Linked DNA regions of Danio rerio: region 2 is linked to region 1. A link is a contact called in public Micro-C data. All regions are on one chromosome and are shown on one strand. The core of a region is the stretch at or near the end of the contact, and the rest is flanking DNA. Distances in the headings are between cores, read along the strand shown. Region 1 holds the start of satb1a (SATB homeobox 1a). Region 2 holds the start of rab5aa (RAB5A, member RAS oncogene family, a).

The links. Hi-C and Micro-C count contacts between places; a contact is called where the count stands out from the background.
Region 2: a Micro-C map of caudal fin shows a contact between it and region 1, with 12 times the contacts expected there. The contact joins the promoter of rab5aa here to the promoter of satb1a in region 1. A contact is called at or near these places in 5 of 18 Hi-C or Micro-C datasets (caudal fin, embryo, hematopoietic stem cells and 1 more) and 2 of 4 datasets of contacts at active chromatin or transcription factors (caudal fin and embryo).

What each region holds. Positions count from the first base shown.
Region 1 is chr19:22,878,181-22,883,550 of GRCz12tu, forward strand. It overlaps satb1a (SATB homeobox 1a), which reads right to left and starts at 4,005. Exons shown (of 11, transcript NM_001080162.1): 1 at 3,774-4,005; 2 at 2,566-2,757; 3 at 2,302-2,478. The coding sequence starts at 2,728.
Region 2 is chr19:23,107,136-23,112,203 of GRCz12tu, forward strand. rab5aa (RAB5A, member RAS oncogene family, a) reads left to right here and starts at 1,434. Exons shown (of 6, transcript NM_201485.1): 1 at 1,434-1,561.

The sequences.
Region 1 (5,370 bases), core at 2,755-5,254:
TTTTTGGCCGGTGCGATGAGCGCGGTCAATTTGTAGTGGTCTCTCAAAGGCACTGTCTCCGAAAAGTTCAATAAAAAGTGAAATCATGAACGTAACCGGACTTTGACCCTCTAATCCCTCAGGTATTCCAATGATCCTCAGATTTTGCCTCCGCGAGCGGTTCTCTAAATCATCCACTTTGAGTTTAAGGGAGCCGTTTTCTTTTTTCAGTGCGTTGCATAGTGCCTCAATCGCTGTCAAGCGGCCGTCCGAGTCATTAAGTGCGGTTTCAATGTCCACAATCTTCTGAGCTTGTAGTGAGAGGGTTGATTGCAGAGTGGACACGGCAGAACGGAGCTCGGATAAGAATTCAGTTCGTAATGTTGACACTTCCGTGCGAATGGTAGTCGTAATTATCTCCTTCAGAGAAGCAGGTGTTAGCTCATCCTCCCTCGGCGAGGCGTTAGCGGCCTGCTCGCCTCCTCTTTCAGCCAACATTTCAGCGATATTTCGTCCTGATTTTCCCGGTTTTGGCATATTTGCGTATAGATATGATGCAGCGTTGCTTACTTTATAGATTTAAGACAAAGATAACTGAGATTAATAGAAAAAATACACGAATGTTCACGGAGTGACTTCCACCTGCGTCTAGTCTCCACGAGGCATACCGGAAGTCCCACTTATTGTTAGCTTCTGACATGTTTTCTGCACTTCCTTCTCTAATCTTTATTCCACACCTCGGATTTTCAAACATTGCATGATTTAATACTTAATTTGGTCATCATACAAGTTAAATATGTTTCATAATTATTAGCATAAGCAGTAAAATTAGGCACGTGTGGATTTGAAAAAAAAAAAAAAAATCAGTACAAGGCAAGTAAAATTATCTGGGATTGTAGATGAAGACAATGTTGATACTTTTTAATTGTGTAACTTAGTAAATTTCATTTAAAAATGATCAGTTAGATATAACTGCTGAAAATATTTTTAATTATATGTACCCTGTTCAGAGGCATGGGCTCGGTTAGATTTAATCAATACTTTTATATATTGAAAATGTTAAATTGCAGTTAAAACGATCAGTTAGAAATAATTGCTGAAAATATTTTAATTGTTTGTATGTACTCTGTTCAGAGGCATGGGATTGATAAGAGTTAATTAATACTTTTATTTATTAAGTATATTTCACTGCAGTTACAAATTATCAGTTAGATATAACTGCTGAAAATATTTTTAATTGTATGTATGTACTCTGTTCAGAGGTTTGGGTTAGGTTAGATTTCATTAAAAGGTTTATTTATTAAATATATTGAATTGCAGTTAAAATAATCAGATGTAATTGCTGAAAACATTTTTAATTATACGTACTCTGTTCAGAGGCATGGGCTTGGTTAGATTTAATTAATACATTTATTTAGCATGGATGCATTACATTGATTAAAAATACTGTTTTTGTGACCTTTCCATTAATCACAGAATCTTGTAAATATTCTATCATGGTCTCCATTAGAAATATTAAATTTGTTCACCATTTGCAATGGCAGCGGGTTTACACAATTCTTCAAAATATCTTGTTTTTTATTATTTTTATTTTACATCCAGGTTTGAAACACTTGGGAGAGTAAATTATGACAAAATTTGTATTTTTTATTAAACTATCCCTTCAAGCAGAACAACTAACATTTTCAGCACAATGAATGTAAAAGGATAGTTCACCCAAAAATTAATATGTACTCCTTATTTAAGTGGTTCCAAACCTTTATGAGTTTCTATATTCTACTAAACACAAAACAAGATATTTTAAAAAATGTTAGAAACCATAGTAGGAAAAACAAATACTAAAAATGTCAATGGTTAGCAGTTTCCAGCTTTCTTCAAAATATTTTCCCTTTTGTTCAATAGAAGAAAGAAGCTCCAACAAGTTTTGAACATGTAAAGAGTGAGTAAATTATGACATAATTTTCATTTTGGGTAAACTATCCCTTTAAAAAAGCTATTTTAAGCTCCGAATTGCATCCTAAAATATATTAAAGTAGGAAACTTCTTTCACAATCTTACTATATCACAATATTTGTTTGAGCAGAATAACCTTGATGAGAATAAAACACTTGTTTTTTTTTTTAAACAGTTTTTACCCACACCAATTTTCTAAATACTAACTTATGTATAAAGCATAAAATGTAAGATAATATAATGCCGGTTGTAGTTTTTTTCATAGTCGCAGTCTATTCCGTCCCTATCCTTTAGGCTTAAATATTCAACTGGAATTGAGTGTGAATTATTCATCAGTGTGTGTGTGTGTGTGTGTGTGTGTGTGTGTACCTGTAGCCAGAGCCGCTGCGGTGTGTGTGTATCCCAGCTCTTGCAATGCAGCTTCTGTAATCTGGCTGAACAGCAGGTCTTTCTTCAGCAGCACAAATTCTGCATGCTCCGACCGCTTCCCTTCGGATGGTGGGACATCGCTTTGTTCCACCATGCAGAATACTGGAAGTAAACTACCTGCGTTGAAAGAAAGAGGAACTATATTACTCAGAAAAATGGGATGAACTGATATGGTATACTACATTTATGGCCATTAATGAATACCTTTCCTCCTGTTAGTGTGTGATGTCTGTTTGGAGCTAACAGGTGTGACTCCAGGTACAGGCAGATCTCTACAATTCTCCATACGAGCCATTTTACAGGGAGGATAAGAGGGTTCACACAGGGCCGGCCCCTGGGTGCTACTAGTGGTCGCCAAATGGTCCATCACTGTTTTAAATCTTGGATTTCACCAACCTTTAGAATAGAAAATGATGTATAAATTATTTATAGTCACACATACACATTATTTATGTATATGAAAATTATTTCATTTATTTTTTAGTTATTTAATTTAATTTATATGAAGCTGCTTTGACACAATCGACATTGTAAAAGTGCTATACAAATAAAGCTGAAATGAAATGAAAATATGAACACTTCAGATACAAACGTCTGATTGTTGTTTTTATTTTTATTAGGCATCTTTATTAGAACCTTATGTTTAGGTTCAGTTCAGTTTTAACAACAGTGAAAATGTTAATAGTCAATTTAAGAAAAATTACTGAACATAAAACATAGGAGCCTCATAAAAATTCTAATTTAAAAGAAAACATGTCAGATGGACCAAGAGGATTTGCATCTACACTCTATAAATAATTCATATACATTTGTTGTCTCAGCTGTTACAACCCTATTATTCTTAAATATTACATTATTATTAATACATAATAAATATTAAACACAAGTACATTCTTATAAAAGGAAAACAAAATCATACGGAGTAACACGTTTTGCATCTAAGTACATACAGTATGTATTAGCCTAAATATGTAATTCTTCATAATATTTTTAATCTCAGCTCTGACAAACCTACCTATTATTCCTACATCGTAAATTATGCTATGTAACGTTATTATTCACATATGCAAACATATTATGCATATGCATTCATCTTCATTTATATAAAACACAATAATTGTGAAATATAATTGTGTCTATGTGCAGTTTCGTATGGTTTAAAATACTCAGACTGATCTACTGTCTGGTTCTAAGATTTGTCTACTTTTATTATCTGTTAATGCAGCTTGTCTCCCAAGCGAAGACTGTTTAACAAGCTTGGAGACCATCTTAAACCAGCTGCGACCAGCAAACCATCTTAGGCTGGTTTAAGACGGGTTTTTTTCCAGCCGTGAAGCGCTGCTACAGGTGATGTATAGCCTAAATACCCCACCTATGTCTTTCTTCTTCATCTGTCGGGTTATTATACTTACTTAAGCGACTGCAGTACTGTTTTTACCGGTGGTTTATAATCCTTCAGACGGGTATCCTAACATGCCGACAGACCGAGCGCTCGTCCCAGGATCGCTCACTAACAAAAACACTGGCTCCAGAATCAATGCGCGCGTCCGGTGAAAAGACACTCGAAAACGGCTTTTATCTTCTGAGGAAAGGTCTTTGTTCTTAGCAAATGATAAAATCATACACATTTAAATCCTCAAAAATAGGGTAAACGCGAGGAAAAACGGCTCGTATAATATTTTGTGCGAACAGAGATCCGTAATTAAATCTCTAGGCGGCCCCACAAAGCATCATCAACGTGATGTCACCGAGTGCAGACCAATCTGCTTCTAGCGGAAGTGCCTTCTGTCAGAATACATGACTATTATAGTATGGCAGGCTGTTTAAACATTTAATAATTAAAACAGCAAGCTTTGTTTGATCTATTGGCTGGTCGAAACGCCTAAGTTATGAAATCTGATTGTAGATATCTATAAAGCACCATTCTTTCTATCTGAGTCAATGAAAATGTATTGCTTTAGCCAAAAAGAAGTAATTTTTATTATTATTATTTTTTTTTTACATTTGTGGCCATATAGACAGCCAACTAGAAATTAATTTGTAATTAATATTAATACGCCTTTTTATTTTTTGCAATCGTAAAGTATTTAAAGGGACAGCTCACCAAATATTTTCAATTTTGTCATCATTTAGTTACTCACCCTTCCCTTGTCACAAACCTGTTTGAGATTAACACAAAAGAAAATATATTTTAAAATGTTGGAAAACGGTAAAAAATTGACATTCATGGTTTTTGTTTTTCCTATTATGGAATTTATTATTGGGTGACATCATGCAGATTAGGACATCAGATAAAATGGACCATTTATGGTTCTTATTTCTTTAAAAATTTTAACAATTCAGTTCATGTTTATTGATATAGCGCTTTTACAATGTAGATTGTGTCAAAGCAGCTTAACATAGAAGTTCTAGTAAAATGAAACAGTGTCAGTCCAGTTTTCAGAGTTGAAGTTCAGTTCAGTTCAGTGTGGTTTAATTTTCACTAAAGAGCAAATCCATTGATGCGCAGCACCACAAGTCTCAAACCAAGCAATCCAGTGGCGAAAGTGACGAGGAACAAACTTCACCAATTGACAAAAGTGAAGGGAAAAAACCTAGAGAGAAACCAGGCGCAGTTGGGCACGAACATTTCTCCTCTGGCCAAGATAGCCTACTTGTGCAGAGCTGCAGTCTAGGCACCGGAGGCTGGAGAGTTTATTTCACAATTATAGTGTTTTGTCCATCGTGGAGAAGCTGCAGGTGTGAGACACTGACAGGTGATCAAGCTGGCTCATGGGATCAATTCGAAGACTCGTCTGTCACTGGGGTCTTTCAGGAATCAGTCTCATGCTCTCCCCTGCTCTATGACCGCCACAGGATCTGCTCAGGGTACGACCTGGTCCAGGATTATGAGTACTTTGGCATCATCTTTTCACTAATCTTTGATCAAATCAATAGCACTGCACAATGACAATAACAGCCAATAACTGCAAAGAATTTCAAACTGTTGGCGTAACAGTACTTGACATT
Region 2 (5,068 bases), core at 184-2,683, 230 kb after region 1:
TGTTTTATATTGGTAGTTCATTTTGAAATAAAATTAGCTAAATGTTTGTTAAGATTTACACTTTTTGCTGGAGGAGACAGCTGTGCTGATGAGGTGAACGCCGTAAAAACCCCACTGCAGGTGGTGTTTATTAAAAAATTATAAACAAAAGACGAGGATTTCCCAGAGATGGGTTGCGGCTGGAAGGGCATCCGCTGCATAAAAACTTGCTGGATAAGTTGGCGGTTCATTTCGCTATGGCGACCCCAGATTAATAAAGGGACTAAGCCGACAAGAATATGATGATGATGATGAAAGACGAGGAGGAGCCAAATTCAGCTGCCATTTTCTTAGCAAATTTAAAAAGGACTGAGGTGATAATTTAATGTACAATTTATGAGCTAACCGCAAAAGTTTTAGGGGGGTTGAGTAGAAATATAAGGGGCTACAGCCCCCCTAAAATAGGCCTAGCAACGCCCATGGTTGGAGCAAAAACAATGCAGAGCCGCGGCTCTCCAGGAATGGAGTTTGAGACCATTGTTATATATGCTTAATTTATTCGATTTTATGCAGATGTAAGGCAAAGAAAAAGACTTCATCACCCTAGTCGATCTGAATTATTGAGATACAATTGAGATAAATTTTAATCTTTTAAAATGGAGCTCATCAAGCCATCTGGTGAAATTGTATTCATTGATTAATTTTTTCTTTCAGCTTAGTTCCTTTTTTAATCTGAGGTCGCCACAGCGGAATGAACTTATCCAGAATATGTTTTACGCAGCGGATGCCCTTCCAGCTGCAACCCATAACTGGGAAATATCCATACACTCTCTTTCACACACATACACTATAGCCAGTTTAGCTTGTTCAATTCACCTACACCGCATGTCTTTGGACTTGTGGGGGAAACTGAAGCACCTGGAGGAAACCTACGTGAACATGTGAAGAACATGCTAACTCCACTTAGAAATGCCAACTCACTCAGCCAAGGCTTGAACCAGCAACCTTCTTGCTGTGAGGCGTTTGTGCTACCCACTGCACCACCATGATGCCCGCCAATGAATTTATTTTGTATTTAAAAAATCTGTTACTGTGTTTATAACATTACATTCAATTTGAATTGCTTTTAGTTTGCATTCATAACCTCAAATACGCATGTGAATAACTTGAAGTCAATCCGAGTCCTTTCATATAGGCCTATAAACATTGAATTATATATACTTTTTTGTTTTTTTTTTAGATAGTAAGTTAGGCATATTATATTTAAAAAAATTAAACCGTCATGATGTTCCTTGTTTTAAACATAAACTGTACAACACATGTTTGACCAGACTGATTCGACCTGGAGGAAGCACGTCATTTCAGGGCGGAAGTGTCATCTGACGTGGCATGTTTGAGGGGCGGAAACGCTTGTTTGTGTTTTGGTTCTAAAGGGGAAGTTGCGAGAGAAAAGAAAGGAGGAGACTTGATCGGGGTTGGTAAAATTCCCTCTAACCGACCCCAATAATAAGGAAGACCTCTCAAAAATTTAATTACCCCGTCGTCGGAAATCAGTTCAAGCAACCTGTCGGCTGTCATTCAGGTAAAAAGACACCGAATACCTCCGCTCAATGCGCCGTTTACTGCTTTGGCGTATCCCTCAAGCTAGGTAGCCACTTTAGCTTGCTAGATGTCGACAAAATGTTACAGGCCCCTTGTCCTTAGTCTGACTTCTTAAGTCATCAGATCGGTTCTTTTCAGCCAAGTATATGCTTTATACGTAATATTTTTTTCTTAAAAGCTTGAATATATAGTCATCCTGCGTTGTTTGCTTAGCTGAAGCTTATGTCGAAATGCAGTTTGGCTCCAAACAGGGTGGGAATGCTGGAGTGAAAGTTGCTTATCGCTGTATTATATTCTCGTTATTAACTAATTCTTCTAGATTTATGGCCGATTACTGGAGTTCAACAGATTTGGCATCTGACCTGATGTGGGCTGTCTTTGCAAGGAACAAGACAGCTTGTTCCTTGGCTTGAAGCTTAGGGCTGTATTGAAAAACAGAGAGATTGTTTAAGTTGGGCGATTTAAAGTCTAATGTCGACTTGCTTTTTTTTTTACTTGAGGAAGCGATGTGATAAAACGGGTTTATTTTGAGTGGATGATTCATGGTCAGAATGACTGTGTCAACCTTCAACACAGAAATCACAGGTTTGTTTGTGTTAGGTCTGTCATTAAAATGACACTACAATCCTTCCAGAAGAAGCTGATTAAATTCTTACAGAGAAGATATGATTTTTGCAGTGTCATGCAAAAACTTCATCCAAACACTGTACTTTTTTCTTTCACTTTTGAGGTTTGTATGTTAGCAAGTAGCAATATTGTACTGGGAAAGTGTGAAACAACAAATGTGGTTGTTAAATCCGCTGCTATATATGTAACGTTAACAGCAAATCTACGCTGTTAAAACTGTATGATCATTCAGTCATGGCAACATATGTTTTTAAGTCAATTTAATGAATTTTAAGTTAAAAATATGCACAAAATTAGTTTAATTCAACTTAAAAATTTAGGGCAACCATGTAATTTTATTTAAAGTATGAATATACAACATTTTGACATGGTTTGGTTATCTTAAACCAGAAACGACAGGCCTGCTTCTCAAGGAATTAGTTTATGTCCTGTTATGCAGATAGAGATCCTGTTGTTAATCTGATGTCAGTGTGAAAGCAGATCTCGGTGTCTCTTATAGAAAGTTCAGCTTGTGATGCTGCAAACCCACATGGGCATTCTGTTTTTATGCTCTCCTATTTCACAACGGCAGTAATAGCGGAGTTTAGAAAGTGTTTTGAAGGCTCTTTTAGGCTTTTATTATTGACAGTTGGTGGATTTTTCTGTGGTTTTGTAACCCAAATATGTGTGCACTTAATTGGGAAGTGACATGTTTCTCCAGCTGCTGAATTGTTTCATTGAGCTAAATGGGCCTGCTTGTTGTGTCTGCTTAGTCAGGACATTCTATGCGAGAATGGGTTACCATGGCTACAGACATGTATTTCAGCTATGTAAATTATGTTCAATGAAGCAGTGGTTTTCTGTGTTTTTGTCTGTAGAAATAATATGTTGACTCAAAATATTATTGAAAAATTAAGGATGTTTGTAAGTCTTAAATCTAAAGAAAGTTTTGATATATTTGATAGGTTAAAGATTTGATAGTAAAGTGAGTTTATAAATATTTGATAATTTCACATTTTTATAGTAATATCAATATAATAATATAATAAAGTTGCTAAACTACTTATCATTTTAAGACATGTTAGATTTTATTGTTAGACCCTTTGAAAAATCAGCATATGTTTTGAGTAATTGTGTTATCTTTACTAGTGCAGAATTGTCAGTTGATAGCGTGCAATGTGTATTGAAGTAAAAGTTTTAGGTAATCTTTTTTTGACATTCAGAGAGATGCACATATTCTGTGGTACACCACCTGTTTATTGAATTAAACTATACATTAGAGCTGCACAATATATCGTTTCAGCATCGATATCGCAATGTGCGCATCTGCAATCTGAAATATAGTTGACCAGGAGCCACAGAACACATGTGATTTGTAGAGTTTGCATGTGTTTTTGAGGACCGTGACTGAGCATTTCAACAGAGTTTAGAACATTTCAGCACACACAATTAGATAACACATTATTTTGATGGTCCATTTAAGTATTATTTATTTATTTTTTATTGCAATAATAACAATACATTACAACAAATACAGATACAAAACTGAAAGAAGTATGGTACAATCAATAGAAATGTTATCCATTTAAGTATTAGTAGACTGTCTGCTTAATATCTATACTTACACTAACCTTAACCCCAACCTAACAAATCTACTTATAATCTAATGAGAATTAGTTAGCATGTAGATGCAATGTAACTTAAATTCAACAAATGGACTATCAAAATAAAGTGACCAAAAATGAAGAAGGTTTTCTTATATATATTTTTTATTTTATTTTTTTTCTAGTCCAAATCTCTACATTTCTAAACGAAAACAAGATTATTTTACTTACCACATTGGCAGATAACTTTGCCTGTTTTTAAGGGGAAAAAACTATTAATTTCTTCTGACGGTGAAAATAAAACAATTTTTATTTGATCTAAGAATTGTTAGATATCTGGACTAAAAACAGAACAAAGCAAAGGAAGAAAAGCATTTTTTTTTTTTGCATTGAAATGTTTTCTCTAGGATTTTTTCCAGCGGTGGCGACAGGCCTTTTTTTATACACAGATCTACCAACTACCTGTGGCGTTATTTCAATGACAAATGTTGTTTGTCGAGATCGCATTTATAGCCAACAAGCATGTAAATCTCTTTGCTTGTGTGCCGATTTCCTCTGCTCGTGCACAAAACTTCCTACACGCCCCTCAAACATATGCTGCTCAAGCACAAATCTTCTTGTGCGCTCTTAAATAAATGCTGCTAAAGTGCGATTTAGTGCGTTTATGTAATAAGTATGTCTCCAACATTGATTAGATTTGCTAGAAATATTTATGAATGTCTCAATAGACCTACGGAGCGGTATTAATGCGTCCTGAAGTAAAGTGAAAGGGCTACATCGTGTTTCCTGGCCTCACGCATTATGCACCCCCCAGTCAGTCAGTCAGCACCGTCAAATAGAGCTATTCAAACCTTCGTTTCAAATCGAAAAATTTATTGCAGAAAAATAAAATTTCGCGATATCGGATTTTTCCAATATCGTGCAGCCCTACTAATGTATAACATAATGTATATATATGTTTTATCATCTTATTGATTGAAAGAGTTGCAAGGCACAACAAAAAACACTACCCCAGTTGCTATGGCAGCACTCTTAGCAAGGAGATGAGAACTATATTAAAGATTGCAATTGTCAAGAATTACCACTCTCAGGACAGAAGCTGTGTCATAAGTTTTAAAGAGATCATTTGAGAATTATGAAATGCCCATTCTGACAATGTCATTCATGTTGGCAAATTAATGAAACTATTCATAAACACCGCAATACATATTAAGTAGATCAAAATCAAATTGATAAGCTAAGCAAGCAGGGACATTCTGAACATGAATGAAATACCG